Regions from separate parts of the Mus musculus genome. Here region 1 is linked to region 2. A link is a contact called in public Hi-C data. All regions are on one chromosome and are shown on one strand. Each heading gives the region's core, a stretch centred on a gene start, on an enhancer-like site or on the middle of the called end of the contact. The rest is flanking DNA. Distances are from core to core; before and after follow the strand shown. Region 1 overlaps Col12a1 (collagen, type XII, alpha 1). Region 2 overlaps Gm10635 (predicted gene 10635).

Region 1 (2,972 bases), core at 364-2,863, 130 kb after region 2:
ATCCTCCAAAAGACAGGGGTGGAAATGTTGACTAGTGGGGGATTAAGAAGGTGGCTGAGTTTATCCTCCTTTAGCCTCTCTTCCAGAGACCATAGAAGAGTCTAGAAATCCTTACTCCTCAGGGACATTCCCGAGGCTCCAAGTCTCTCCCTCCAGTCAGCACTCCTCATCCCACCAAAACCACAAGAATCTCTCCCTGTTGCTTTTAAGTCTAATTGCAAGCATTTCTGCTCTATATCTACTGGGCTATTTATAATATGATATCCAATACATCATGTTCTAAAGCCTACCACTTCTATTAAATAGAATCATAGATTTTATAAAATATTTCCCTAAATGTATGCAAAGTTGAGCTCTGTAGTAAATAGTTAGGCTTATTATTTATTTAAACTGTTCTTACATGAAAACACATGTATTAAATATAAATAGTAAAATCAAATAAACATATGTTCTGGAATCTTTCAATCCTGCCATGCAGACAGGGGGGCATAGCCAGTGTTTCTATCTCATTGTAACATCACCTATAGATTGTTCTACTTGAAAAAAATTTCAGAATCTATCTTCAGCTTAATCTACACAAGGCATAAGACCACCCTTTGTTTAAGATGTAGATAAAACCTACCTCCTCAGAATGACCAGTGGTTGCTCATTAATATTGTCCTTAACATTTAAATGTCACAGAGCTCAGATTCAGGAGGTGACCACTGAGGAACTGAGTCTAATATCTCACTGAAGAGAAAAATCAAGAGACCAACCAGACAGTGCCCAGGTCAGTCTGAGATTTTTCTGAAACAGAACTTGAAAAAGCATCTGTATTTTGACACATCTGTTTTCTCTAGAACATTTTGACTCATAAATCAAAAACAAATGGCTTCTGGATCAATATTCCCCATAGCACAGAGGGGGGAAACTCAAAATGGGAGGAAAGGAAAAGGAGGCTGGAGACCGTGGTCAGGGCAGTGTAACCCTCTCAGCTCTTACCGGTGGCCCCGGGGGACCTCTGGGCCCCATTGCACCATCTTTTCCAGTGAAACCCTGTTGTAAGAATGAAAGTACAGGTTAGGAAGGAAACAAGCATGTGGAATGAGGCTAAATAGATCACTAAGGGTGATAGGGTCATAAGAAGGGCTGAGTACATGGTGGTGTTTGGTAGCTAAGCTTTCAGTATGAAGACCAGCATTCCAAAATAACAACAATAACAACGACAAAAAAAAAAAAACCCTCATTTCAATTTACATTATACTTTTACTGAGTAATTAGTTCCTATGCTCATTCATTTGTATACTACAAGCAAAATTAGTTCAAATGCCAAACTAATATTTTTCAAAGAAGGCAGATTCTAAAATTTTAAGATTTTAAAAGAAAGATTTTAAGAAATTCTAAGATTTTAAAAGTACAAAAAGAGATGAAGGGAGACTGCCTCTGCTGATTGAAGCCACCCTCAGAAACTCAAACTGCCTTAGCTGCCCTACACTCAAAAAGGAAAGGAAGTCTTCTATTCTCTCAGCCAGAGTTAAATGTTCTCCCTTCATGACAGGGCCGAGCTATGTCAGTGTGAGCAGCAAGGAAAGGGCAGGCGCATCTCCCTGCAGGGCTGCCCTTTGGCTCCTGTGTCCACACTGGTTTGCTCTTTCCCTCTGTACAGTGCCAAATGACCTCTGTCTGGAGTGAGTCACCCTGCTACCTAGTTAGTGTTCATTCGCAACACCAGATCTCTGAAACCCAGCCGAGGACTTCTGAGTCAGTTTGCTGTTTATGCTTGCTGCATTCCTCAGTCAGAAGTGATTTTTGTCCCATTTTCCACAGAGAATAAAAATGATCAGTACCAGGCAATGGTGACTCCGCGCCTGCAATTCTAGCATTTGGGAGGCTGAGACAGGAGGATTGCTGTGAGTTCTGGGCCAGCTTGGTTTTGAAAAAATCAAACCATGGAAGAATTATGTTGTCCATAATTATTCAGCCTCTGTATTTCTGCTTACTTCACAATAGCAGAAACTTAGTTTTCTTTTAAGGGAGTTTTAGAAATACTCCCATATCCCCCAAAACAAATCTTTTCAGAAACTTAAAGGGATAAACTTTCAGTTTGCTTTCTGAAGAAGTTATGTCCGCTTAACAAATACCAGGCTTGGAGTCCATCTGATACAAAACCAACATTACTTCTGAGAGCCACTTAAGAAACCAAAGTGTTCCAGTAGCTCTGATAGGCCTGGTCTTCCATCCAAACAGATCCAAGTGCTACCACAGCACTCTCTCTCGCTCGCTCTCTCTCTCTCTCTCTCCCCTTGTAGGGAGGATCAGACTTTTAATGATCTAGTCATGCTTAGAACTTCCTGGCCACCTGTTTCTTTGAAGGAACATACCTAAATTGGGATGAGGGGGATTTAATTTGATGTCCTTAAATGGGCTATCTCAAGCCACCTGCAGTCACCATGCTTTACCTCTTAGCTTCACTTCTGACTGCAAGCCTGCAACAGTCGTTACTATAACCACCCGAATCAATCACGGTGTCAGAAGAGACTAGGGACCACTTCATATAAATTAGATACAAGTACATGGGGTTCTTCTGTGGTCCCCACTATACCTGCAGAACCTGACTCACCAGGGTCCTCTTCCTCACCTTCCTCCTGCTTCCCTCTCTTACTTCCTGCCACTTTCTTATTTATTTCTTATTTTTGTTAGCCAAAATCCCCATACCGACAGCTTCTCTCACTGTGTGAAACAGTGTATGTCCTCCCTGCTCACTGTGCCTGCTTTTAGCCTCAGAGGCAGCTCACTAAGCCATCGGCACATGAGTAGGGCCATGGAAGAAACGTGGGAATTGGTTCTTAAATCGTTGCCTCATTTTCATCCCAAGAGATAAGAGTGGTCTGTCCACAATGTTGGACATGGGTTGGAGTTTCATGGGTTGGAGGGGGAAATGTGCAGATCTTCCTAACCCCTCACCCTTCTCGGTGCAATGGTGACAGTATTGG
Region 2 (2,932 bases), core at 431-2,930:
GACCTCTACAAGAACACTGTAGCATATATATGCATGTGCACACCCACAAATAAAATAGTGCTGGAAATAATAACGGGTAAAATCAAATATTAAAAATCTAAGACAATATAAAGCAATGTTTTCAATGAAAGAGACATATTTGGAAGAGAATTTCACAACCAGGAATGTTAGCCCACCCCCTGTGATACCAGCATCTGGGAGACTTAAGGAAGAAGAATGGACTCAAGGCTAACCTCTTCTATGCAACAGGACAAAAATTATGAAAAACTAAACTCACAAAACTTAAAAATTTTCCAGACTACTTCTCCTTTGTTAAAGAAGGTGTGATCATTTGTAGAAACTGAAGGTGCTACATTTAATTAAATGCTCCCTGTAAATACTTGGGTTTGAGAAATTAGCTTATATCTAAGTATGCCTCCAGATTTAGTGTTTTTTTTTTCAAACATAATGTTTTTAATTAATATTTTGGAGTTTCACATCATGCAGTCCATCACTCTCACTGTCCAGTCCTCCCAGGTCTGCCCTCACACACTTGTGACCTCCAGACACCCCAAAAGAGAAGAAAAAAAAAAAAACAACATCCAAAAATAATCCAATTTGTGATGCCCGTATACTCACTGGAACATAGTCAAATTTCCAGTAACTAGTCCCTTTTAAAAAAAGGAAAGAAAAGAAAAAAAGAAAAGAAAAGAAAAGAAAATTGAGTCCTTCCCTACTTGCATGCCCCTCCCCTGCCAGAAGCCATCAATTTGTGGAGAGCTACTTTGTTTCAGAGAGCAATACAGTTAGGATGGTGATCCTGATACATTGTCAGCTCATATTCAAAGCTCCTTACACACATAACTTCTATCTATCATTCATGAAGATATTGATAAAGTTGTATATGATTTTCAGTTAACTGAGTTGGTGGATTTATTTCCACCAACTAACTGATTTTAAATAATATTTTTTTAGTTGTGTAACAACATGTCAGGATTCCAATAACACGCTAACAGCCTCACAACCAACTTCAGAATAGAATACAAATTGCTGACATTGTTAAACATTGAATGATATAACTACAGATTATACAGAGAGGTAAGAGTGACAGCGAAAGAAATGAGATAATGAAGCAGAGAGATAGGGGTGGGGCAGACAGAAATCAATGCAATATTCTCATGGTAGCCAAGCCTTCAACCCCCAAGGTTTGCACAGCAGGAGAAACTGGACTTTATGCCACCTTGGTCAGATTTTCCTCTTACATCTTTAAATTTTATCTCTGCAGCATGACTTAAAGCAAAATTTTAGAGTTTTTGTTCTTGTTAGTGCAGAACAGCTATTTTTGTTGTATGGTTACCCAAACAAACAGACAAACAAAATAATGTTACCTGCAAAGCATTTCACCTTTCTTTCAAGTTAGTTATTATTTGTCAAAATTGTATCAGCATAATAAAGGACTCTTTCTTTTTTGTATATGAAATGTTTCCAAAGGCACTCAAGTAAATACTGTTCTAATGAAACTCTGGCAATAATGTCAGAAAGTAGCAAAGCCTTCCAGGCAGGCTGACATTTTGTTTTCCAGGAAGCATGAACTATAAATGGTTGGAATGCATCTTGGGATGAGGAATCTGAGCAGCATGCTCATACAAAGAGGAGGTAAATTTTCCACTTCCCTAACATCCTAGGTACACAAGGGCACAAGGGAACAGCTGGCAGCCTGTCTGATTATCTTACTGCCTACAGCTACATTGAACAGATCATGTTCTGCCCCCAATTAGCAGCTCTTTCCCATTCGTGGTTAGCTGAATAATTTCACCTAGCCACAACTGTTGTTGCCAAAAATGCATGCAGGCACACCCTTGAATCCTTAAAATGGATACACTTAGAAATTTCAGCAGCTTGGTTTTCTAATGTCTCAAAAATTCCTGCTATCAGTCTTCTGGTCAATTTCAATAAAAACTATTCATGTAGCTAGCTCTTCAGGATCTCAAGGTATTATTGTGCCTGGACTAATTAGTACTTGTTTGCATTGACTAGTTGGCATTTTTAAAATAATGGCCTTGTTTCTTTTGAAATGAAGTCAAGTGTCTCCCAAAAAAATAAGTTTAGGAGAAGCCATGTAAAGAGATGAATTGGGCCCTAAAAGTTTGTACGAACTGATCCTTTCTTCTTCCTTTCCTTTTCTTCCCTTTCCTTTTTCTCCTCCCCCCCCCCCATCCACCCCCGCCCCTCTCTTTTCCATAGTAATTGTTTATCATCATGGACTGTGACTGGTTGGCATTTTTTCCACAAGGCAGGTAAAATGGTGTTTTATATTAAATATGATAAAATCAGCGGAGGGCAGGTCACCACACTCTCTGAACATGACTGGCATGTAGTGCTGTGTAAAGTCAGGTTGTCCAAGCCAAGAAGAGGTCCCCTCCTTCTTCCTCAAATGAGGCTTGAACCTGTATTTGGACCAGAAGCACAGTACCACATAAGCCCACTAAAACCTCTCTCTCTGCATGGGAAGGGGCCAGTCCAACAGAACCAAAGCTGCAGGATTTCTATGACACAGGACAAGAACAGGATATTTGAGAGGAGACCTGGTAAGGATCCAGTGTTGATGGTGTGGCAGAAGCCAGAGGCCTTAAACCAGACCGATGATTCATTGCAATGAACATTTGCAAATAATGCTATTTGAGAAAAGGGTATACTATATGACACACCATGACACACTGCAGCTTGCACAGTGAGATTGTTGTTGTTGTTGTCAGCAGTTTTACTTTTATTTTTTGTTTTCTTTTGAGAAGGAGGTTGCAAAAGCAGGGGGCAAATATGGAGGGGCAGGTAGATAAAAGAGATTGTGATGCATGATGTAATTTTTTTAAAAAATCAATAAAGAGTTTTAAAAGAAGGAAAGAAAAGAAAAGGGTTGTGACTGATATTGTAGTTAGGGTTACTCTTGCTACAA

The links. Hi-C and Micro-C count contacts between places; a contact is called where the count stands out from the background.
Region 1: a contact with region 2 is called in a Hi-C map of embryonic fibroblasts, with 7 times the contacts expected there. The contact joins two enhancer-like sites. A contact is called at or near these places in 2 of 484 Hi-C or Micro-C datasets (embryonic fibroblasts and nephron progenitors) and 1 of 9 other capture datasets (adipose tissue).

What each region holds. Positions count from the first base shown.
Region 1 is chr9:79,608,833-79,611,804 of GRCm38.p6, forward strand. Col12a1 (collagen, type XII, alpha 1) reads right to left here. Exons shown (of 66, transcript NM_001290308.1): 59 at 982-1,035. Among named protein-coding and RNA genes, the nearest start is that of Gm10635, 91 kb to the left of the region's middle. Within about 2 kb of position 1,614, at least 64 of the 459 cell types and tissues checked have an H3K27ac peak or open chromatin away from gene starts, as enhancers often do. A contact at or near this core is called in embryonic fibroblasts, where this site is marked.
Region 2 is chr9:79,477,606-79,480,537 of GRCm38.p6, forward strand. All of the region lies in intron 1 of Gm10635 (predicted gene 10635), which reads right to left. Among named protein-coding and RNA genes, the nearest start is that of Gm10635, 40 kb to the right of the region's middle. Within about 2 kb of position 1,681, at least 13 of the 459 cell types and tissues checked have an H3K27ac peak or open chromatin away from gene starts, as enhancers often do. A contact at or near this core is called in embryonic fibroblasts, where this site is marked.